Regions from separate parts of the Hordeum vulgare genome. Here region 2 is linked to region 1. The links are chromatin contacts, called in public Hi-C maps. All regions are on one chromosome and are shown on one strand. The core of a region is the stretch at or near the end of the contact, and the rest is flanking DNA. Distances in the headings are between cores, read along the strand shown. Region 1 holds the start of LOC123410793 (ubiquitin carboxyl-terminal hydrolase 23). Region 2 holds the start of LOC123411044 (formin-like protein 6).

Region 1 (5,044 bases), core at 2,544-5,043:
CAACAGGGAGTGTATATACTCCAAAACTGCAATGTCGGCCTTTCTCAAATAATAGAAACTACAAGGTTTTGAATCTAGAAATAATACATTCATAAGAATTAAGTTAAAGCCATGCATTTTCGTAAACATGAAACACAATTCTCGTTTCTAGAAAATTGAGGGCAACATAATGATTGTTTCCTTTTATTTTCTATCAAAATGAAAGATGAACTTGTTGTCCATTTAACAGGCTAGTGGTTGGAATACTTTCTTCTGTTATGGTCCATCATTGACAAGGTTTATGATTCGTATTCTCCTTGATGACATATCCAACAACCACAGTTCCATTGGACTTTGTGCTGAAGCTCTAGGCACCTATGAGGCCCCTAGTTGCTATGGAAATGGTTAGTCAGGTTGGAAGAGTAATTTTCAATGTTCTTCATAGATCTGTATTTAATGGTAAAAAATGTTGATAGCAATTTTTAAGAGATATTTGGCTGCTTGTGCACTGCAATGGGGACACATGTTTTGGTAGTTCATTATCAATCATATTTAACAGAGATCTGGATGTTCGGCATATGATATGTAGTTTTTGTGTTGGAAACCAAGCGGGACGGGGAGGGTCAAGCAGAAAAATGGAATAGTGCATCATGGGATGGGTTTTTGTGTTGGGCCCGCGTATTGGAGATAACATGTGGATAGTCCAAACAACCACAATTATTCCTCACGTATGGTCTGGATTTGGGGGAGCCGAGACTATTTAGAAGGTTGAATTTTGGGGTGCCTGTTAGGTGCCGGTTTGATGTTTGAACATGTCCAAATGTATGAGGAAGAAATGAGATTCGACCTTGAAATCGACATTAATCATTTGTTTGATTTGTTTATATGCATTGTATCCCATAGCAACGCACGTGCGTTCTACTAGTAGATCAAGCTGAACAAACCATATAAGTACTCGAGTCCTCACGCACGGTACACATCGAATTCTAACTTACCTTTGTCCGGGTTGTTTACAGCTTTTGGCTGTAACTTATATACTTCATAAGGTAACATAGCATATAAACACGCGAGTCCTTACACACGGTACATGCGACTGCCACCTTACCTTGTCAGGTACCGTTGGGGTCTTTTGGCTCACTTATATGAATATGTCGCTATCAACTGTATGACAACGAATCCGACTTGACATGATTAGTTGTAAACCATGGCGACTTAGTAGTACCGAGACATACATAGAAACCCCTCAGGGAGCATGTCGATCAATCACTGTGTTCTGTAATGGAAGCACAACGAGGCATTTCAATGCAAGAAAGGATGACATGGGTGTACAACCCGATGTGACATATATTGATATCCTCTTAAGTTATTCTCATGCTCACAATACTAGTCTCTTCTTACCGGTTCTGTTCTTCTTTCTCATTGACATGTTCTAGCATCCTTGTAACCTAGTCACCCATGTCTGGCCAGATGATGATGGATGCCGTCACACCGGGAGGGCCCTAAGAATATCTCTCCATCGTTGGAGGAGCAAGTCCCACTCTTGAGCTATCTAGTCCCTTATCAAACTTTTCGATGAACCTGTAAGTTGTCGTTATGGTCACCGTGTTACAAATGACATTTGAGCAATCCCCAAGCTCATCATACGGTAATACTTAACTACGATACTCTCATGGTCTAAGGAACTATAAACTATGTTAACTCTCCATGTTATAACAATTGACTTGTGACGATACTATCTCAAAGTATAACAAGCACATTGGGGTCAATTCGATATGATCATTTTTTCAACGTCATATTCTCAAAGTTGTTTTAGGACTATCATTACACCTAATGATATCTTAAGATCCGGAAAACATGATCACTAACAACAGTAGAGCTAGCCTTAGAGGCGAGACTAGGAATCTGGTTTACCGTTTATCATTCCACTTGTGCATATGAGTTTCCACCAAATCGCATATTCCAGAATTATAGCAGTTATATCATATAATATAAACTCTAAACTATAAATGTGAAAAATATAATAATACAATATTATTACCTCTAGGGTATATTTCAAACAATTTCTTAGTCGCCCGCTCGTGTGTTGGTGGGTAGGATCCCGAGAATGCACTCCCACCTTTCCTCGAACCTCGGATCTTCTGATCACACCCCCAACTCGCCCATCCACCATTTTCGTTGGCTCCGGCGGCACCACATCATCGTGACACGCTCCGCTTTGGTTGCCTCCAAGTAGATCTGGCGTGCCAGATTCTCCGCTTCTCTTTACACATAACTTTGGTAACCTCGATCCGCTTCCCTTTGCACAACCCTCTCCAACCCTTGCCTCCAGCGAAGCCCCTCCACGTCTTCTGGCACCACAGATCGAATCAACGACATATTCATGTGCCCAGAACTTACAAATCAAAAGGCACCGACCAATGAAAAAGTTCTATTGAAATAGAGTGCCAAAGAACTCTTTAACTAATGTACAATTTAATCTTATGAATCAAATCTCCCACATAAAACTAATAAATCATACAAATAAAAGAGCTCACACATTCTAAAGATTTAAATCATTTAGAAATTCTCATGAAAATCAAGCTTTAATGCCAACTCCAGCGCGCGGCCCCATTCGGATGTCTGTTTTACCTGGATTTTGTCCGTTTGGGGTGGACGATGGGGTCGTGTGCGGGCCATTTCTTGGATGCGGTGGTCGTGCGCCCAACGCGCGGACGCATCCTTGGACGCATCATGTCTGCCTCATTTTCAAACACAAGCATTCGAATAGCCACGACCCATAGTTCATGGAAGCGGCTCTAGATCACGCCGGCAACACAACAGTCTACACGTCCTCGCCGATAACATAGCCGACCCCCAAAAAAGAATAGGTTTTTCGCCGGCAACACACCCAGCGACCGGCTCACCATGCCAGCCTCCAAATAAAGAACGACCACGGCCGATCTAACGCCCTAGTTCAGGCCATCGACGTAGAACATCTCTTTTTGCCGGGCCTCGAACCAGCTCCTTGTCTTCTCGCCCATCTTGCTCAGGTCCACATTTCGCCCTCCCTCTTCGCCACCGCCGTCGGTTCCGCCTCTTGGCCGATTTCGTGTCCAGCTTTGCGATCTCCTCCAACGTGAGTTCCGACCGCAGCTTCTTCGTACCCTTAGGCGCCTTCTTCTTCTTCGCCTTGGTGGCCGGGACGACGTCCGGGTCCTCGAAATTCGGCGGGGATCGACCATGGCGGGAGGGTGGCGGGCGGAGGGGAGGGCGGGGCGTGGGAGTGTTTTGGGGGAAAATGAAATGGAATTGGGGCGTGGGGGCGGAAAGGCCATGCTGCTTTGTGCCACCGACGGACGGGCTAGGGAAGGACAAGCGCGCGCCCCGACCGTCCGCAACGTCCGCACACTGCCCGTTTCATCTAAAAAATGGACCAAGTTTAGGCCGCAAATGGGTCGAAAACGGACAAACGTCCGTTTCCGCCCACGCACTGACTCGTCTGGTATGTCCGTTTTGCTTTAAACCGATGCGGATGGAGAGAATAGAGCGTGGCGGTGGAGTTGGCCTAATAATTGGGCCAAAGAATGAACGAGTTGTTCCACCACGAAAAGGCTCAAAGCTCACATGGTTGTGTGAGAAGCTTCCAAAAGCCCAAGCAGCCACCGTTAGAGGATCAGCAGTCCTTCCCCTGGCCCCACCGGCCGAACAAGCACGCGGCCAGGATCCAACACTCCAGACCACCCGCTCGCCACCCATCCCGCCAATCCCAGCCGTCCATTTGCCAGGGGTATAGGGTTTATAGCCCCATCTCGCACCCTCCCTCGCCCCCTCTCTCCCGTCCCCGCGGCAAGAACGGCGGCTGGACAAGAAAAAAAAACCAAAAAAAAAAGAGAGAGAAGAAGAACGCAGAGCACCACACCGATTTCCGCCCAACCTATCGATCGAAGCCCCGGGATTCCAATCCGGAAGAAATCCCTCGAGAAAATCGGAGTAAGCCTCGATCCTCCTCCCTCCGGATCCCACAGCGCCGCTCCGGCGCGACGTCGAAACCCTAGTGGGGATGGCGGAGGTGTCCGCGGCGGCGGCGCCGGTGCCGGAGGGCGTCCTGCACAGGAGGATAGAGTTCCACCCCGCCAGGAGGCCGCACGCCGCGGTGGCCGTCGGGGGAGGCGGGTTCCAGATGGAGACCCTCAACCCGGATGCCGCCGACGGGGCGGCGGCGGCGGCGGGGGGTGCGGCCAGGGGCGAGGCGGAGGCGCGGAGGTCGGAGAAGGCCGAGGCTCTGGGCTTGGATCCGGAGCTCACCGTCGCCAGGATCTACCTCGGGAGAATCGTGAGTAACGCAATTTTGCAGCTCTAATTTGGGGGTTTGTGCTCTTAAAGCTGTGATTTTGGGCGATGGAGCTGCTATGCCCGGTGTTCGGATGCCGGAGTTTTCAGTTCGGGCTTGTAGCATTACAGTGTGACGATCTTACGCTCGTACGAGTAGTTAGTAAAAGATGCGCAGAACCTGCTTTACAGAATTTCCATTTCTTGGGGTTTTAGCATGGTCGGTAATGATATTCAGCCCGTGCTGTCCCTTTGAGCGCTGAAATGGGATTGCATTTTGCAGGGTGCTGGTCTGCAAAATCTTGGGAACACTTGCTACCTCAACTCGGTTCTGCAATGCTTGACGTACACCGAGCCGTTCGCAGCCTACCTGCAGAGTGGAAGGCACAAGTCTTCATGTAAGTGCTGTTGGAACTTGCAACTGCCCACTGGCTTAGCGACACGATACGATGAATTGACGATGTTGCATCAGGCTTGTGGTTTTCCAAGCTAGCAGTAAATTGATCTGCATATTATTGCACATTCTAAAGTAGTATAATCCTTGTAAAAGGTATACAGCCGGGTTCTACGCTGTAACAATGCCCATGCTGCTCCTTGAATATGAGTATCACTCCCAAAAACAACCATACTTGCATTCTCAAGCCTCAAGCGTATTCCATACACACTGTTGGCAAGTCTTCACCAATTGCTCAAGCTTGAATCATGTTCGAGTTGAGAAACATGTGCAATCGCATCTCAAAGTTTGATCAGTCAACCG
Region 2 (4,830 bases), core at 1,539-4,038, 130 kb before region 1:
CAAACGTTCAACTGTCCAAACCAGATAAATTTGATAACATGGTGGTATTCAAATAAGCTGAATTTTGCTGATGTGGCATAATTGCCAGCATGACGGCTGGGCAAAGAACTAGAAAAGGTGTAAATCACACTTAACCAACAGTAGGTGCAACAAGGATTGTTTTAGCCTTTTTGGCCAGGAGTGTGATTTGAGTGTTTTGCAGTTTATGAGGTCAGCACAGAAACTAGATGACTCAAGACTTCAAGGGTGTAATATTTATGTTTTCCCCTATTGAGAATAGACCAGTAATGAACTAATGATGTTCAACTTATAACCCTACAGTATAGAACAAAACCAGTCCTACTGTGACAGATCACTAAAAAAATTCATGATAACAAAGCAAAATTATACCTGCGTGTAAAGCTGGACAAAATCATTTGTCTTCGGAGTTGAAAACAGAACTTTGGCACTACTGTCATGAGGAGCCAGGGGATCTGGGCCATAAATTCGAAATATTGGTCTACATCCCCCTTGACCATCAAAATTCGGTACCGTCCTGATGATTGCACAGTTCAAGTTCAGCATCCTGTCAGCAGGTGGCCACAATTCTGGTGAGTTGTGCCGTCTCGACACATACTTCAAGTATCTCAAATGAGAAGGTGCTGGGTCCAGTGGTGAGAAAAGCTCAACCAGCCCAGGTGGTGCATATTTATGGATCATCTCCAACGCCTTCCTCTCATCTTTGCACCTTCGAAGGTAAACCAGCAGGGCTGCCAATGCGAAAGCAAGGACCGGCCACCCACCATGTTCTGAATGTATAAGCAGGAAGTTGTCCTGACTTAATGAGAGCCAGCTTTCACTAGACCTAAGAAAATGGTGAATCATCTCCAAGGTGAGCAAAGGACACCCCTCATAGTTACGTGGATAACCCATCGCACTCATATCATGGCCTGAGAAAATGCGGGCAGTTTGGTTGTTCTTCTTTCCTCCCTCAAAGTTGAATACCATTAATGAATCGATGGAGTAGCGCGCAAGTAGCTGTTTTAAGATGCCTCCAATGTATGGCTTCAATTCGTCTTCTTCAAACATATCCATGGAGAAGCAGTGGTCAAATACTGGAAAATAAAGAAGTAGCCAAAAGTTAGCATCTAAAAGGTGACAATGAGAGCAATCTCAGTTCTGCTATTAATAAGTGAAATCACCGCAAGCATACAAAGCCTTTCCGGTGGTAGCAGGTGAGCGTTTTCATATATAAAAGTAATGTGAACAAAGCATGTACCCACTTGGAAACATTTAACTTAAACAATAAAACATCCATGCACGATGAGAAAACAAAATGGTAGTTGGTAACTTGGTATGCATATGCTACGCAAGCAGATGTCTGATAGAAACAAAATGGTATACTAGTTTCAGACAGTCAGATTAAATAGAAAGCAATAAGCCTTGTTGAATTGTAAGCCAACTTACTCAACTAACTGCTAGTTCTTCTGTAAAAAAATGACCTAATGAAGTAATGCGAAACATAAATAATTCCAAGATGTACACAAGTTCATTTCCCAGTAAAAAGGAGAAACCAAATACCTACTGCAAAATATATTTTTATCTCAGGCACGGAACTTCGAGCTTTAAAGCATGTTGTATCTTCGAAATGTGACCTGATTTGAGCCATTGATGAATAATTCATGACTACCCATTAACTTCAGGTCCAACTCAGCAAATTTGCTTATGTGGCAATGATTTAATGAGGAATTCATATTCGTGCCCGGAGAACCTAAAGCCCTGGAGCCACCTCATGCTAAAACTTGTTGAAATGTCACCTGATGGGACCGAATCGCACCCACCGAATGAAACGTAATGCTGGAAAATAACGACAGCCTGGTAAGGGATAACCAACTAATCCTCCGTATTCTAAAGCGTCCCTGTTATGGTCAGAAATGCAAAAGTTGAGCGACAGCTGATGAATGGGCCTCCTGCGCAGCCTCTGCCGGGTCAAGACAAGAAAGCAATGTCACCACGATAGCACAAGGTCTTTGACGCAGTCCTGGCGTCTGATAAAACTGTAGTCTATTAAACAATAACCCGCGTATCGTCCACACGAATTTTCTCACGGGCTAACAACTTTAAAAGGCAAATAACATGGAGGAAAGAAGAAGAAGAAGAAGAAGAAGAAGAGAACAGGTCGTACTACTTTAATCGCAAAGACGCGGACTAAAACCTTGGGAGGTTCGAGCTGGATGGCCCCCATGCGCGCAACACGAGCAAGGTTTTCCATGTGCAACGAACAGGTCCGTGCCGAGGGCGGGCGGGCAGAGTTTTACCCGAACGGAGCCCAGCAACGTAGCGTAATCACGCCTCGAGGAAAGCTTAATAATAACCGAGGATGAGGAGAGAAAGGGGGGGTTCGGCGAGGAGGCACGCACCGAGAATGTTGCTGGAGATCTCGACGAGCCCGGCCGGCGGCCGCCGGTTGAAGAGCCGCCGGAAATACAGCGACATCTGCCGCGGCGCCTGGCGGGGGGCAGATGGGCCGCCCGGGGCGCGGAATTCAAAAAAAAAAAGCTACGCTCAGCAGGCCCGCCCAATCACCCGGCGGGCGGGGGTCGGGTCGGGCGCGCGGGCGCGCGGGCGGGCGGACGAGAGGGGATGGGAGGGGGTGGGGTGTGGTGGAGGAGACGACGTGGGAGGGCAGTAGCTCGGCTCGGCGGCGGCTATATGGAATGGGATTTGGGGTTGGGGTTGGGGTTGGGGAGGCGGGGCGGGGCAGCTGGGTGGGTCTTTTCCTTCCTTCCGGCGATTTGTTTTCCTTTCGACCTCGGAGGAGAGAAAATAAAAATAGAAATGGTTTGGGTAGGAGGTCGTCGCGTGCTCGTGCTCGTGCTGGCTCGTTCGTTCGACTCGACTCGTCGTCACTCGTGAGCTTTGCGGGGAAGAGAAGGTTTCCCGAGGGGAGCGGGGCCCACGCGCCCTTTTCCCCGTGCTTTCGTTGTGGAAAGGAAAAGGCGGATTCGGAATTTGAATGTTGGGCGGATGAGCGAGTGGCTTTTGCCTTTTCATTCGGGCGTCGGTGGCTCTTTTTGGATGTCATGTGAGGAAGGAGTTTCGTTTCGGAAGAACGGTTGTTGGAGTATATCAAAGCAACTTCAATGGAACGACCTATTGTGTTCATCATCGTCCGCTTGGGTCAGCGCGGACATAAAAGTCGGTCCAACGCGTCGACCTAAACGGACGTGCGTCCGCTTGGTTCCGCCTGACGATTCATTTTCGGTCCAATTTTGAGCCAGATTTGCGTCGACGCGGACAAGAGATGGACGCGCACGCGCCTACTCCTTTCCCTGGGTCCGCCGCTCGGTGGCATCAACCATCATTCCCCCCCCCATTTCCTCCCAAAAAACCTCTCGCCCACGCACGCTCCCGCCCCACGCCCGTTATGGACGACGACCTCGACCTCGACACCGCCGTCGGCCTCGCCTTCCTCGCCTCGTCCGGCAAAGGCAAGCCTCGCGCCCCCCGGAAGGCCGCCGCGCCGAAGCCGAAGAAGGTGCTGACGCCGAACAACGGGCAAAGGAGTCGGCCAAGAGGAAGGACCAGAGGCACGCGGCGAACACGAGGGACGAAGCCATCGCAGGGGCCGCCGCCGCGCAGCAACAGGTCACCAACGCCCGCGTCGCGGCGGCAACGAGAGAGGCGCTCTACATGCTGGGGTTAAACCCTAGCCAGCACGGCCTCGTCAAAACGTCGTCGCGGTCAGCACCGGCTCATCTGCCTTCCCTCGGGCGGTGCTGCCCGACTCGCCCGGCGCGTCGGCTTGCAACCCGGTGCCCGGCTTCCACGTCTACCCGCAGGCCTCCCGCCTCTCGGGGGAGTGCTCGCCCGAGGTGAGAGTGGTCGCGCCTTCCACGCCCGCGCCCGCGGCCATCGACCTCAACGCCACCGGTGGCCGCTGGCTCGTCAGCCGAAGGCGAGAGGAAACGCGCACGGCAACCGCCAGCCGACCAGCTGTCGGCCCGCGCAACATGTTCGATGGAATGTCGACCGCCGGCGACGACTACATGTAGAACATGATCTTCAAGGGTGGTGCGCATGCCGCTGGCTTCGATCCCGATGAGACACAAAGCTAGGATGGCCGAGGGGCGTCCACGCCGCCCGCTGGCTACAATGAAGATCAGGTCGCCTTCATGCGTGATCAGGTCGGCTTGGACCTGGACGGCTTCCTTCTCGACCATGAGTTCCCGAAGGACTACGGGCTAGAGGAAGAGGACGAGTGCGACATCAAAGCGGAGCCTTTGTTTCAGGACGAGCTCGCCAACCAAGCAGACGGGACGAAGCCGAAGCGCCAGAGCAAGCGGACTAAGGCATACACTGCGGTCGAGGACAAGCTTCTTTGCGATTGTTGGAGAGACATTGGGCAAGACCCCAAGACGGGTGCCGAACAAAAGCATTCAACCTTTTGGATTCGTGTTCACCGTCAGTTCCATGAGCGGAAGAAGTTTCCGTCGTACCAAATACTAAGCGCGGGGGTGGGTGTCTATTTCAAAGCGTTGGAGGGTGATCCAACAAGAGTGCAATAAGTTTTGTGCCACTCTTGAGAGCGTCAAGGCCCGTCCCATGAGCGGCATCGGCATGCAAGACATGGTATGCTAGCAAGCCGCCCTCTTTTTGTGTCATCAAGTTTATCTTGGGTGTTCGTTTGCATATCATTTTGCCAATATGCTTGCATGAAATACATTTGTAGGCATTTCAAGCTTTGGAGTCATTCAAGGTCCAACCACAATGGCAAGTGCTTCAACCTCTCCCATTGCTTTAGGGTGATCAAAGACGAGGATAAGTTCAAGACGCAATATGTCGCCATCA

What was found. Hi-C and Micro-C count contacts between places; a contact is called where the count stands out from the background.
Region 2: a contact with region 1 is called in a Hi-C map of leaf, with 6 times the contacts expected there. The contact joins the promoter of LOC123411044 here to the promoter of LOC123410793 in region 1. A contact is called at or near these places in 4 of 6 Hi-C or Micro-C datasets (leaf and seedling) and 1 of 1 datasets of contacts at active chromatin or transcription factors (embryo).

The regions. Positions count from the first base shown.
Region 1 is chr7H:58,996,966-59,002,009 of MorexV3_pseudomolecules_assembly, reverse strand. LOC123410793 (ubiquitin carboxyl-terminal hydrolase 23) reads left to right here and starts at 3,793. Exons shown (of 11, transcript XM_045103732.1): 1 at 3,793-4,291; 2 at 4,571-4,685. The coding sequence starts at 4,019.
Region 2 is chr7H:59,130,462-59,135,291 of MorexV3_pseudomolecules_assembly, reverse strand. LOC123411044 (formin-like protein 6) reads right to left here and starts at 2,788. Exons shown (of 4, transcript XM_045103966.1): 1 at 2,400-2,788; 2 at 391-1,094. The coding sequence starts at 2,475.